Regions from separate parts of the Drosophila melanogaster genome. Here region 1 is linked to region 2. Evidence: chromatin contacts called from public Hi-C data. All regions are on one chromosome and are shown on one strand. The core of a region is the stretch at or near the end of the contact, and the rest is flanking DNA. Distances in the headings are between cores, read along the strand shown.

Region 1 (5,834 bases), core at 1,264-3,763, 87 kb after region 2:
AATAGAGTTACGCACTACTACAAAACAAAAGAAAAATAATCTACTTTCAATTTCACAGCCATCTGGTACCTGATGACATTATTGCTTATAACCAATTATTAATCGTATCCCACATACCCACTTACTTTTCACTAATAAACACAATTAAAATAATCCAATTCCATAGTCGGCTTCATTACGAAGAAAATTACTCACAACGTTTTGACTTCGACCGATTTTCTTGGCTATTACACAGTGTTTTAAACCAGATTCAATATAGCCTTTGATTTGACCTTTTTCAAAATCGGATAAAGGTTTTCCGCGGACCATTTGAGAAAAAGATTAAAAAAGATAATTTATATTTTAGAATACAAAAGAATTTAACTTTTTACAATCACGCGGTCAAACAAAAAGTAAAGTCAAAAGCGTAAAACCTATTCAGTTAAGCCAAAAAATTGAAGATTTTTTGTTGTTTTTGAAAAAAAAAATGATATAAAAACAAATTTAAGAGATCAGAAACTTTGCTATTTAACAGCTATTAATAACTGAGCTATTCATACATACAAATTTGTTTCGGATTTAAAAATAGTCAACCTATTCAGTTGAGCGGCACTGTGCATTGATTCGGCTATTACTATTTCTAAGCTAAATAATAACAACGTTAAGGCTATGCAAAACAGGAATTTTGTAAATGGAGACAATTGATAAAAAATAATAAATATTTAAAGTCTAGAAACTTGTAAAGTGAAGGGCATTTTTTGTCAAATTAACAATGCATGAGCATACGTGTGCACACATACAGTTGCCGGCTGTCACTGTATGAGCTGTTTGCTGTAAAAAAACAGCTCCGAAAAAATCGTTTTCAAAAAAATCGTATGGCGTTACGCATCTTGTTATTCTAGTGTCTTTGGTCCAACCAACATAGCATAAGGTCTAAAGCCAGGGGTATTCCACTTTGTTACCTAAACTGTGTAAGCGACCCCAACAATAAAAATATACATAAATATGGTCAAAATGTTTTTGTTTGATAGAAAGTAGTTTTTAATAGAAATTTACAAGACTAGTTCTGTGCGGTAAACATTTTTTAGGCTATCAATAACTTAGAAAAAAATAAATGCAATCTTAGTTGTATTAGTTCTAATGTAATTGGAAACATTTAAACTTATCATAGTTGTAAAACCCCGCTCGCACTTGACGTCCTCCAAAAAAACGTCCATTAAGGTCCACTACAGCTGCAAAGAAAAATAAAAGCTAACTATTTACCAAACAAAGTATTCACATATGTATAAAAACCTTTAATTGCACTTTCGATCCGCCTAAACTCTACGAATATTTTAACTGCATCTTCTGGCACAGTTCCGAACGATTCGTGAATGATTACACTGTTCACTTCCCCGTACTTGGTGTTGCATTCGTCTTTTACCTCGGGTTCCAATTCTTCGTCAACGTCCCCGGGTCCTACCATGTTGCGTAGAAGAACAACCTTGCTTGGTGATTTCATAATCTCCGTAATGCTGTATCCGATGTCACCACTCTCAGCCGCCGTGTCTACCATCTGGGGAGGAGGCATGGCCTTGTGGCTGGGACTTGTTCCTATTTGGGAGCCAATAGAAGGTGGCGACAATGCTAGGGGTGGCAGAAAAACGTCTTTTTCGTGTATGATCCGTCCACCACGTTTGGAGGTTTTCTCTACTTGAAGAGCTATGGCCATGCCCTGCTCCGATTTTCCGAGACCTTGACCATCCTTAAACCCATATTTTGCCATAATTTTGGCGGCCACCGAGCTGGCAGAATATGGCATAGTATTAGTGGCTTCACAACCACTATCAATGGACATTTCTTGGAGGGAAGGAGGGGGAGCGATTGTGGCACCTCCCTGTTTAGCTACAAGGCCCGGAGATGGCAAGTACATGTCATCATCGTTTTGCCGGTGGCCAAACCCGCTGAGCTTCAGGTTAGGGGCTGAGACTTCGTCTCTATAAAATTCTCGACGACCGACGCGTCCACGTTTACGATCTTTTTCTTTGTCATCTCGGTCTTCTCGATCACTTACGCCTGCTCGATTTTTGTCACTGCCATTACTTTTCTCTTTAAGTTTTTCATATTCATTTGGCCTTTGAGGATCGTATTCATCGGCAACGTCCCAGTCCCCCCTGTTTATCCTTTCCAGTATGGATGGAAGGGCTTTACCACTTATTAATGGTTTGGATACAACTGTAGTAATTGGAGCAAAACATGTAACTTCTGGATCTGCAAGGCGTTTGGACCTTAGATTAACCACTGGCGTCATAAGCTACATAGGGTGTATTAATAATTGTATGATCTATATCGGCAGATTGTATACTCACTGGTTTTTTGACAGCCATTTTTACTGCCAGCTGGGTCTGTAACATTTTTATTCCCGAAGACCATCCATCAATCTGGCTAGATCGAGCCCTCGTATCAATGCCGTCATACAAATCCATTAACAAATATATCAATACTAGCACCACCTTAAGATATTGATGACAACGAGCTTCAACAATGTTTTTATTTATTTTCAAGGCCCGATAGATTTAATGACTATCAACTGTTCGACTTAATGTCCGATTCACACAGAGCCATATCACTGCAAGAAAGGATGCCCTATCGGGCAAGAACAGATAAGCTACAATAGAAAAAAGTTTACAAATCTATTTATTTATTTAAATTTATTTTAAAATTTTTCTAACACAAAAAAACGCATGCGTCTATTTTATGTTGAAACTTAAGTCAACTACATGGGTCATCGAACTGTTTTTAATTTCACTGTTTTACTAAAATAAAAACTATTGCACAACGATTGCCTTGCATCTATGGCATAGTCATAGTTAGTAGAGCTTACGACTTACACGCTAAATATTATCGATATTGAAGAAAAAAATTAAGAAGAGCTTACAGTTGTTAAAAACAAGTCGTACTTCATAATGTTTTCGTTGCTTTCAAAATAAATACCTTGAAAGAAGGTATTTAATTACCTATGCACGATAAGATACTACTATCATCGAATATATAGGAAACAAACCCCTTTAAACGCTACGAAACAAGGAAAATGTTACTACTTCTATTCATGAGAGTGTGGGCGGGGCTTAAATCGAATAACTTTGTATAAAGATTTCCCATAGTTAACACAAGTTAAACTTCTTAAAACTAATAAAAGCAAAACAAGCATCAATTTTTCACAATTCAAAATTTTATGATAAATAATGCTTGAGAGAGCCAGTAAGAGCGTCGTCTGTTTAGCCGAACCATTTGATTTTGTAATGGTTTTTGTAGCGATAAATTGTGCAACAGTTAATGTATAGTGGATTGAACTGTAGTTACTCGATTGCCAAGACATAATAAATCGACTGAGAAAGTAAAGGAAGATTCCTGCGGGGAATGTGCTTTTCGTAAGTTTTGCATATCTTAGCATTTTCATTGTGTCATTTAAAGAGATTTGTAGATTAGTGTTGATCAAGATCATACAGAATTGCCAATTACATGCGGCACGGGGACTACCGATGTCTAAGCAAAGACATTCGAATATCAAGAGGTTTGTGACGGCCAAAATTGCTCTTACTCCGCCTCGCGTGAAATTGAGAGCGTAGAAGACGATTTTCGAACCGAAATTAATATTGATCTAAGAAGCGAAGTTACATATTTAAAAATGATTTAAAAATTAATGCCTTGACCATTATTGTTTTTATTCTTAATGTTATTTAAATTATTATCAACCGTTCACATAAATATATTTTATTGTTTATAATTAATATTTGTAAAATGGTACTGGAGACATACTTCAACATGAGACTGTGAGCAACATAACAGAATTAAAATTATGTTTATTATTTCAACTAATAAATCAAATGAATTTTATCTAAAATTGTGGATAAAACTTTTGTAATTTAAAAAATAAATTTAAAAAATATATATACATTTTAAAAAATGTATTTCATAAAAACTATACAAACATACATACATAGTTAAAAATGAATATTTATATAATAAATATAAATATACAACTTGTTGCTAAATTTTAGGGCACGACATGCGGATTTCATACGTCGCGAGCTGAATACTGTGAGGAGTCTTAAAACTCTCAAAAAATACAACTTAGGAAAGCTGCTTAGCAACAGCGAAGACGGCTGGAATGTGAGAGTTGTCAGGCGGCCAGGTCGAACGGAAAATAATGGACCTTGGACCCCGACAAAGTGGAGAGACCGTGAACTAACGGTATTGCGCTGGACCTTTGACTCGAGCTCTGGACGGCCAAGGCCCAAGGTCGAACGGTAACAATGCGGACTTTGGACGAGCACAAAGAGGACGCACCTTGAACTAACGTGGCCTTGTACCTGAGCGGACCGTGCACAAAAAAATAACGCGATCCCCGCGACCACCTATACCAACAAGGCGACAAGAGATTCGCGAGTGGGAACGAACAGTGAGAAAGTAAGAGTAACGCCGCGAACAGTCAACCCGTCAGTGAAAAACGCGCACCCGTCGACAAGGTAACGGTCTGTGAGAACGCGCAGGACGTAGAAGGGAATTAGCCAGTGAGCGGACATACAAGGACAATCACTCCAGGTGAAGAACGGTGCAATGCAGAGATCCGCGGAGCACGATAACACAAGAACCTGGTCAGAAGGGACAGTGGAGTCAGTGGTCGGTAAGGGTAGTCCCTGGCCGAGTGTTGCCTTAACCAGTTGACGATATACCCTGGCCCATGACATCCTAATCCCTTTCGATCCTGCACGTGTTCCGTTGTCAGGGACACACAGGAAGATGAAGGCAAGGCGTCGCAGGAGCAACGCCGCGCAGCAGACGGCGATCAGCAGTCAGCCGTGAAATACTACAATAAAGCGCCCTTAATCTGAAACTCTGTCTTCTCCTTGGTCAGGTACTCACACAAATCAAAAATTTGATGGGACGAACACAAAAACTCTCTGAGCTCGCCGCTGCAATTCGTAGCGAGTAGAACTAAACAGCTTGTTACTTTTGGCGCCCAACCGTCATTGTTTTGATCAAGCAGCCAGCATGGAGGAGACCAATTCATGTCGGAGACGAATTCTAATAGGGGAAGGGGAAAGACGAAACGGGGATCGTAATCTTCAACTCGCGAACAGAAGAAGGAGTTCGAGCAGGTACACTCGCGCAGGAAAAAGAGTTCGAGCCTGGAAAATCAGCGCCGGCCCCAAGTAGGGTATGCACCTGGATAATAGGAGCAAGAACTCAAGAGGACTGAAGCCGACTGACAGCGTGGAAAAGGCAGGGATGCAAAGCGATGGTTCCCAGCATCAGGAGCAAGGATGCCACCATAAAGCTGCTATCGATGTAAACAAAGCAAATCGGCTGTTGGCATCAAAACAGTGCATAAAATAGGGAAGGGGCGCCGCAATAATGGCGGTCGATCGATAGGGCAGAAAAATACTGGACTTGCAGACAATAAGAATTTTCTTGACAAACTAGTTATTTACCTTTTTTGAGATCAATAAACCTCATATTAACAAGGAGTGAGTTCGACTTATTGCGTCGAGTATATACACGTACAACGCTATGGCGTATTCTGTAGGCATGCGATGATGTCCTCCATTGAAACTCAATGGGGGATGTTACAGATTGGTCAGATTGGTTAACACTGGCCGACTGTTTGTTACGTATTGTTTTCCTTGAGACATGAATATGGGCGTCATTCGTTGAACAAGGCTTGGAAGCGATTTGTGGAGTTGATTGAAGGGCTCATTGAAGGAATTGATGGGCTCAATTACAATTATTCCCATTCTCTAGAACTTCCAATTAACGTGCCTACTTTTAGCACGACCAGCTACCTTACAATAGTTAATAAGAAACAAATTCAA
Region 2 (5,580 bases), core at 1,987-4,486:
TAATCTTTAATTACAGTAGTTATAATAATTTATATTTTACTTCCTTTAATTATTTAGTATATTTAATAAGTCATTTGACTTAATATGATTTATGTATGTTAATGATCCATTTTTATTATTTAAAATGCACATTAGATTCAGTTGTTTTTCAGTATGTTTTTTTTTTTTGTTATATTCCAATTCAATAATTTTAAAAAGCGCGCCATTTCGGGTGGGAAGAAAAGCGCGCCAATTTTTTTTGTTTTTCCTTTTAATTTCTCTTAGCCCGTTTGCTTAAAGTTGGCTATACGCAGAGCTCCTCAATTTTTTGATATTTTCGCTATATAATCGAATTTATATTGAACTAAAGTCGTTTTGTTGCAAAAGTAAAGTACGAAAAAAAATATAAGCGCAAATAGTAATTGTGATAAATAGTGAATAGTGTTTACGTATTTTCGTAATTTGACGCGCTAAAATAACGTGCTGCTGCTTTTCGACAAAGTTTTGAGTTGAAATTTATAAATTGTAAGTGAAAGAAAAAAACATTTTAATGGCCCATTTGAATAATCTTATGGATATGGCCAAGAAAAAAAGAAGATACATAAGTGGGAACAAGTGCAGCTTATCCCACTATCGGAAATCTAGGCGCGATTTCCCCGCTCTTAAATTGTTTAGATTTCCTGAAAGGGATCCAACAATGCTAATAAGATGGGCGGAAAAATGCCAATTTACAGAAGATTTTGTGGCGAGCACTTCATCACTGTTTTCGCTTATAAAAAATTGTCAGATGAGAGACAAATTAGAATTAAACATAAATATAAATGTGTAAACGGTAGCTAATTCGAGCGGCGATTTTAACAAACAAATTTAAAAAGCTTTAAAATTATAATTGTCAGGGCGCAAATTTTTAAAAATTATTTTATTTTATCATATTGCTACGAAATTGGCAAAAAAAAAAAACTACCCTAATATGTACAATGTAAATTCATTTCTTCGATCAGAATTGATTTCGGCCCGAAAATCGTCTTCTAGCACAACACGCACACATATACGCGTTCCCGTCTCTTGTTTTTACTCACACAAGCAAGCAAATTCTATTTTTAGATTTCTTACGTTCTCAGCGTGAGCGAGCGGAAAGAGAGCAATTTTGGCCGTCACCAAAAAAGTGGCTGCATAGTGCCAAACCAATGTATGGCCGTTACGCATCTTGTTATTCTAGTGTCTTTGCTCAAACTGTAGGGCAATAACTTGTACGTTCGGTAGTGGCTTGAACATGATCCAATTTGGCTTAATAATCTGGTAACTGTGCATTAAGAGTGCCCATTCGGAGAGTTCTCTTTTCTTTGAGGTATAGCTTTGGATATCCTTGCAGCTAAGCAGAGTCAAAAGGGCTGATGGTGTAAGTCTCATCTCTTGGGCGGCTTTGTCAGCGAGTTTGTCAGTTGTCAGCGAGTCCGTGGATTCCTTGATGATTGGGAACCCAGAGTAAGGTGACCACAAAAGTGGTTGAGTCGTTGACTTTAGAACCATTGGTATTAATTCAGTTTTTCTTTTTCTTTCTTTTTTTTCAGCTTTGTAGATCTGAAGGCTGTTTGAAACCCCAATGTGCATAGGCAGGGTGAGGTCAAGTTGCTTGATGTAGTCAGCGCAACGTGTTAGAGTGGATATGCATTAAAAATTCAGCTTTTGCTTGAAAATGGCTCCGAAGTCATGGGTTAGCAGGCAGTTGGACGTGGTGTACAGCTTCGAGATTAGCATCAATGTAGTTTCTTCTACGCGGAATTCCGCCAAGTTATCCAACCCATAATATAAACTCTGCCCATTTGATAAGCAAATTTCACACTCCAATCTCAACAGCATTGCCTTTGCCCTTGTTTTTGTCGCCAACACTTAGCCTGCTTTTGTCCTTGTATTGTCGCCAACACTTAGCCTGCCGCAGATTGGAAGACGGTAGTCAATTTTAAATAGCATTAATGCGTGCGTAATCGTAATATCTATGAGAGTCTTAGTTATATGTACGAATATTTAGATGATAGAAATTTAATAATGTGAAATCTAGTTTCCAGTTGTTTTCTTTGAATCTGACAGTGCTGTTTGAAAAGTAGTTTGCAGTCGAAGGTCATCCCCAAATTTTTTAAAAAGTTTACATCATTTATTGTGCGGAGAGATTACAACGTTTTTTCCGTCAAATTATAATAGTTGGCATTTTTCAATGGCAGAGAGGTATTTTCGTGCAATATTTCTAAAAATTTTGTGCTGACTGTATGAATATTTTTTATTTTTGTAAAGTGAGATGTAAATATATTTTTGCCGAGTTACAATGTTATTTATTTCTTCAATTGCAATCATAAATAAAACCGCAGAAATTGGCGAACCTTGCGGAATTACATTGTGTAAAATGTTTGAATTCGATGTGACATTGTTTATTCGAACCCTGGTAGTTCCGCCGTCCAGGGCGGCCATGCTGCACCCCGGGCTATAAGACGGATGCAAAGTACAGTACGCTGTCATCAAGTCTGATCACCGCTTCCGAAATAAAGCCTTCTGCCCAGCTCTCTTAAACAATATTAAGCTTAGCTTTAATTAGTTGACAGCCTTACAAAGAATCTAAACGAATTCCAAAAATCTTAAACACAGGTGGCGAGCACGCAAAACGGAATAAATATTTATTTATTTATTTCTCTATGTAAGCTAATGGCCATGATATTAAGATTAAGATATAAAAATATTTTTTGAATCTTACCTAGCTTTAGTGTATTGGATCAACCTAATATCGAAATAAAACAGAATGCGAATTAAACCAATCAATGCTACTGTATCCATAGCAAAAGTTAAAAATGTTTTTTTTTTTTTAATTTTCATCCCATACAGGTCATCCTATAAGGGAACGTGCCCTCTCCAAAAGTCACTTCATTAAAATAAAGTTTTAATTTTAAAGAAATATTCTACAACCAATTTTTTTATTAATGTTATTGTAACTGATTTGTTTTGTTCCCAATTAAAGAATAATATTTTCTTCTCATTTTCTTTTTATCTTATATGCTTTAAAATTTAAAATTAAATTATAAATTACATTCCTGGTAAACCCGATATAATAATTTGTTTTTAATAATTCTTTACACTAAAGAGCTGGACCTGTTGCTTATAATATTGTCAAATTGGTTCACATATGGAACCAATTTCACCGAAAAACTGATCTGTGGGAACATGGTATAACAAAGTTGACACGAATGTTTATGTTTTATATACAGGCAAAAATTATTATCACCGCTGTTGTTTGCTCCATATATAATTACAATTATATTCCTAAAGAAACGTAAATGTAATGGCTGAGAGTGTCATAACCTAATAACGATCACGTTCAGTGTCTTATTGGTGTGAACTTTATTCCGGAATTTGTGTTGCGTTTAAGTCTGATGCCATGTAGAAATAATGGTTATGGCTTTCAGATGGCAACATCGCCTTTTAATCTAATATGAGGCCTACAATTAGAATATGCAGAATTCAAAAAGTGTTTGTTTATAAATTAAAGCGAAAGCAAGACGATGAGCATCTGCTGTTAGTGTGGGGAGTGTTTGACGTATTGGTGTTCGTGTGTGTATATAGAAAGTGCGAGCATCAGGCGTTGGCTTGCCAGCGATGTCTGGCATTACATTGACCAAATTAACTCAAGAACGAATTTCCATTCCAAACAACAATGTCATCACGAACGGCGTCGAAAACAACATAGATAGTGACACGCTTAGTGGTACTCTGACTCATCTTATGGAAGAGCATCGCACGCGGGTGGGAGCGGTAACTGGACCAGAAGCAGCGACCACGTCTACAGACGGCCTAATATCGAATGGAGCAGAGCGACTGCGACTTCAGGGCAGTCGGCTTCAGACCTCGCGCTTTGCTTGCTTTCGATGTTGCGGAAATATTATCACATATCTAGTAAGGCTGCGTAGTACCCCTGAGGAACTGGAGCAGCGCTACAAGTCCAAAGAGATTGATAAGTTCCTGGAAAAAGAAAAACACACCTTTCGACGTCAGGTAAGGTGATTTAGGGATATCGATTTCTAACCCTTGCTGTTGGTTATTTTATTTAAATGTTAACAACGAAGTAAAGGAGATATTCGACAAATTAAAGTCTATGTACAATGGCGGAAAAATTATAATGTGTTTAAAATGTAATTTCTGTACAATGTTATAAGCATATATTTAATTTAAAAAGTTACGTTTTTTTGCTAACAATTCTAGAATTATACGTATGTGTTCTTAATTAACAGGACTAGGCAAGTCGGTCGAGTAGTATATATGTACATACATACATACATACATACAACAAGCGCTATATATTTGTAACCGAAAAATATAAAAACAAGAGAAATCCTATAGTTGTGAGCTCCGCAAGTATAAGATACACGCTACTTAGGTAATGGAAGACTTCCTACTTCTTGAGGCCCGTCCCGTCTCGAGCACGAAACCTAGTCCCAAAAAAAGCCCGGGGCCCTGCCCAAGCTAAACACGAACAAATTAAAAAATAAAAACAATGCAATTTTTTTTAATTTAAAGTATGTCGGTTTTCTTATATTTATATTTCTTATATTTTGTAAACAAAGTTGATTGCAAAAAACTTAATATTTAGTACAGTTTTGGTGTTTTAAACATAATTTATGACAAGTTTTTATTTAAAAATATTTTTTTTTTTAAATTAGAACATTTTAAACGTGTACATCGCTCATTTAATACAATTCCAGAGGTAGAAAATAATCTTTTGCTATTCGCTGAGCTTGCCGGAATGGCAATTCAATAACTTGAGTTCACTACATTTCCAAAATTCTAACACATTTTGGTCTGAAGTAGCTGCACAGCCATTTAAATATTTTTCTATTTCAATATCATAAGAATTTAGTTGTAACTAAGTTTTTTTGAAAAATTTTTAATCCTGAAATTCTGCAAACAGTCCTAACCCCTTTTTATCTGGGCTTGCAGTTCTTAATCCTATAAAACTCCTCATCACTTTGCATTTCTGAAAGCATTGCTTTGACAGTTACAATTACATTCTCCTTAACTTTTGGCGATAAGCAACACATTTCCTTAACGGGAGAATTTAAGAAGAGTCCAACATAATGTGCCGTTTATGGTGCACATCTTTTATGTAAAGAATTTAACGTATTATTTTTCAGCTGAATTATGGTTTCAGAATCGAGCATTTCACTGGCGCACATCTTTAATACTTTCTCCGATCACAAACAAAATAGATTTATCGATATTAGAATCCAAACTGTATTCTTCCATAATTTCCTTAACGTTATTGAGGATGTTCTCGCCTGTTAGATTGTGACAAACAAGTTTAACTTTCGGTTCTGCCTGCGGGCTTTTTTCTTAGGGCACGAAAGACGAATTTGAGGCCCGAACCCAATTTTTTTGGCAAAGGCCCGCGGGCCTTGAAATAAAGCCCGGCCCGCGCTGCATCATCATTTAAAAAACATTATAATGGTCCACATTACAAAATTTTTGCCAGGCACAGTCTATCAAATACTTTTGCAAAACGGACTTAATTGTTATAGGCATTTTTTAAAATAAATCTCCATTCAAGAACAACATTTTGTTTTT

Evidence for each region. Hi-C and Micro-C count contacts between places; a contact is called where the count stands out from the background.
Region 1: a contact with region 2 is called in a Hi-C map of the S2 cell line, with 5 times the contacts expected there. A contact is called at or near these places in 7 of 107 Hi-C or Micro-C datasets (the Kc167 cell line, the ML-DmBG3-c2 cell line, the S2 cell line and 2 more) and 1 of 7 datasets of targeted methods (the Kc167 cell line).

What each region holds. Positions count from the first base shown.
Region 1 is chr2L:23,065,873-23,071,706 of dm6, forward strand. Spf45 (Spf45,) reads right to left here and starts at 2,514. Exons shown (of 3, transcript NM_001042961.3): 1 at 2,328-2,514; 2 at 1,273-2,272; 3 at 1,002-1,211. The coding sequence starts at 2,444. The coding sequence ends at 1,117. lncRNA:CR43242 (long non-coding RNA:CR43242) reads left to right here and starts at 3,133. Exons shown (of 2, transcript NR_048041.1): 1 at 3,133-3,389; 2 at 4,020-4,852.
Region 2 is chr2L:22,978,580-22,984,159 of dm6, forward strand. It overlaps cta (concertina), which reads left to right and starts at 3,237. Exons shown (of 6, transcript NM_001273767.1): 1 at 3,237-4,014. The coding sequence starts at 3,619.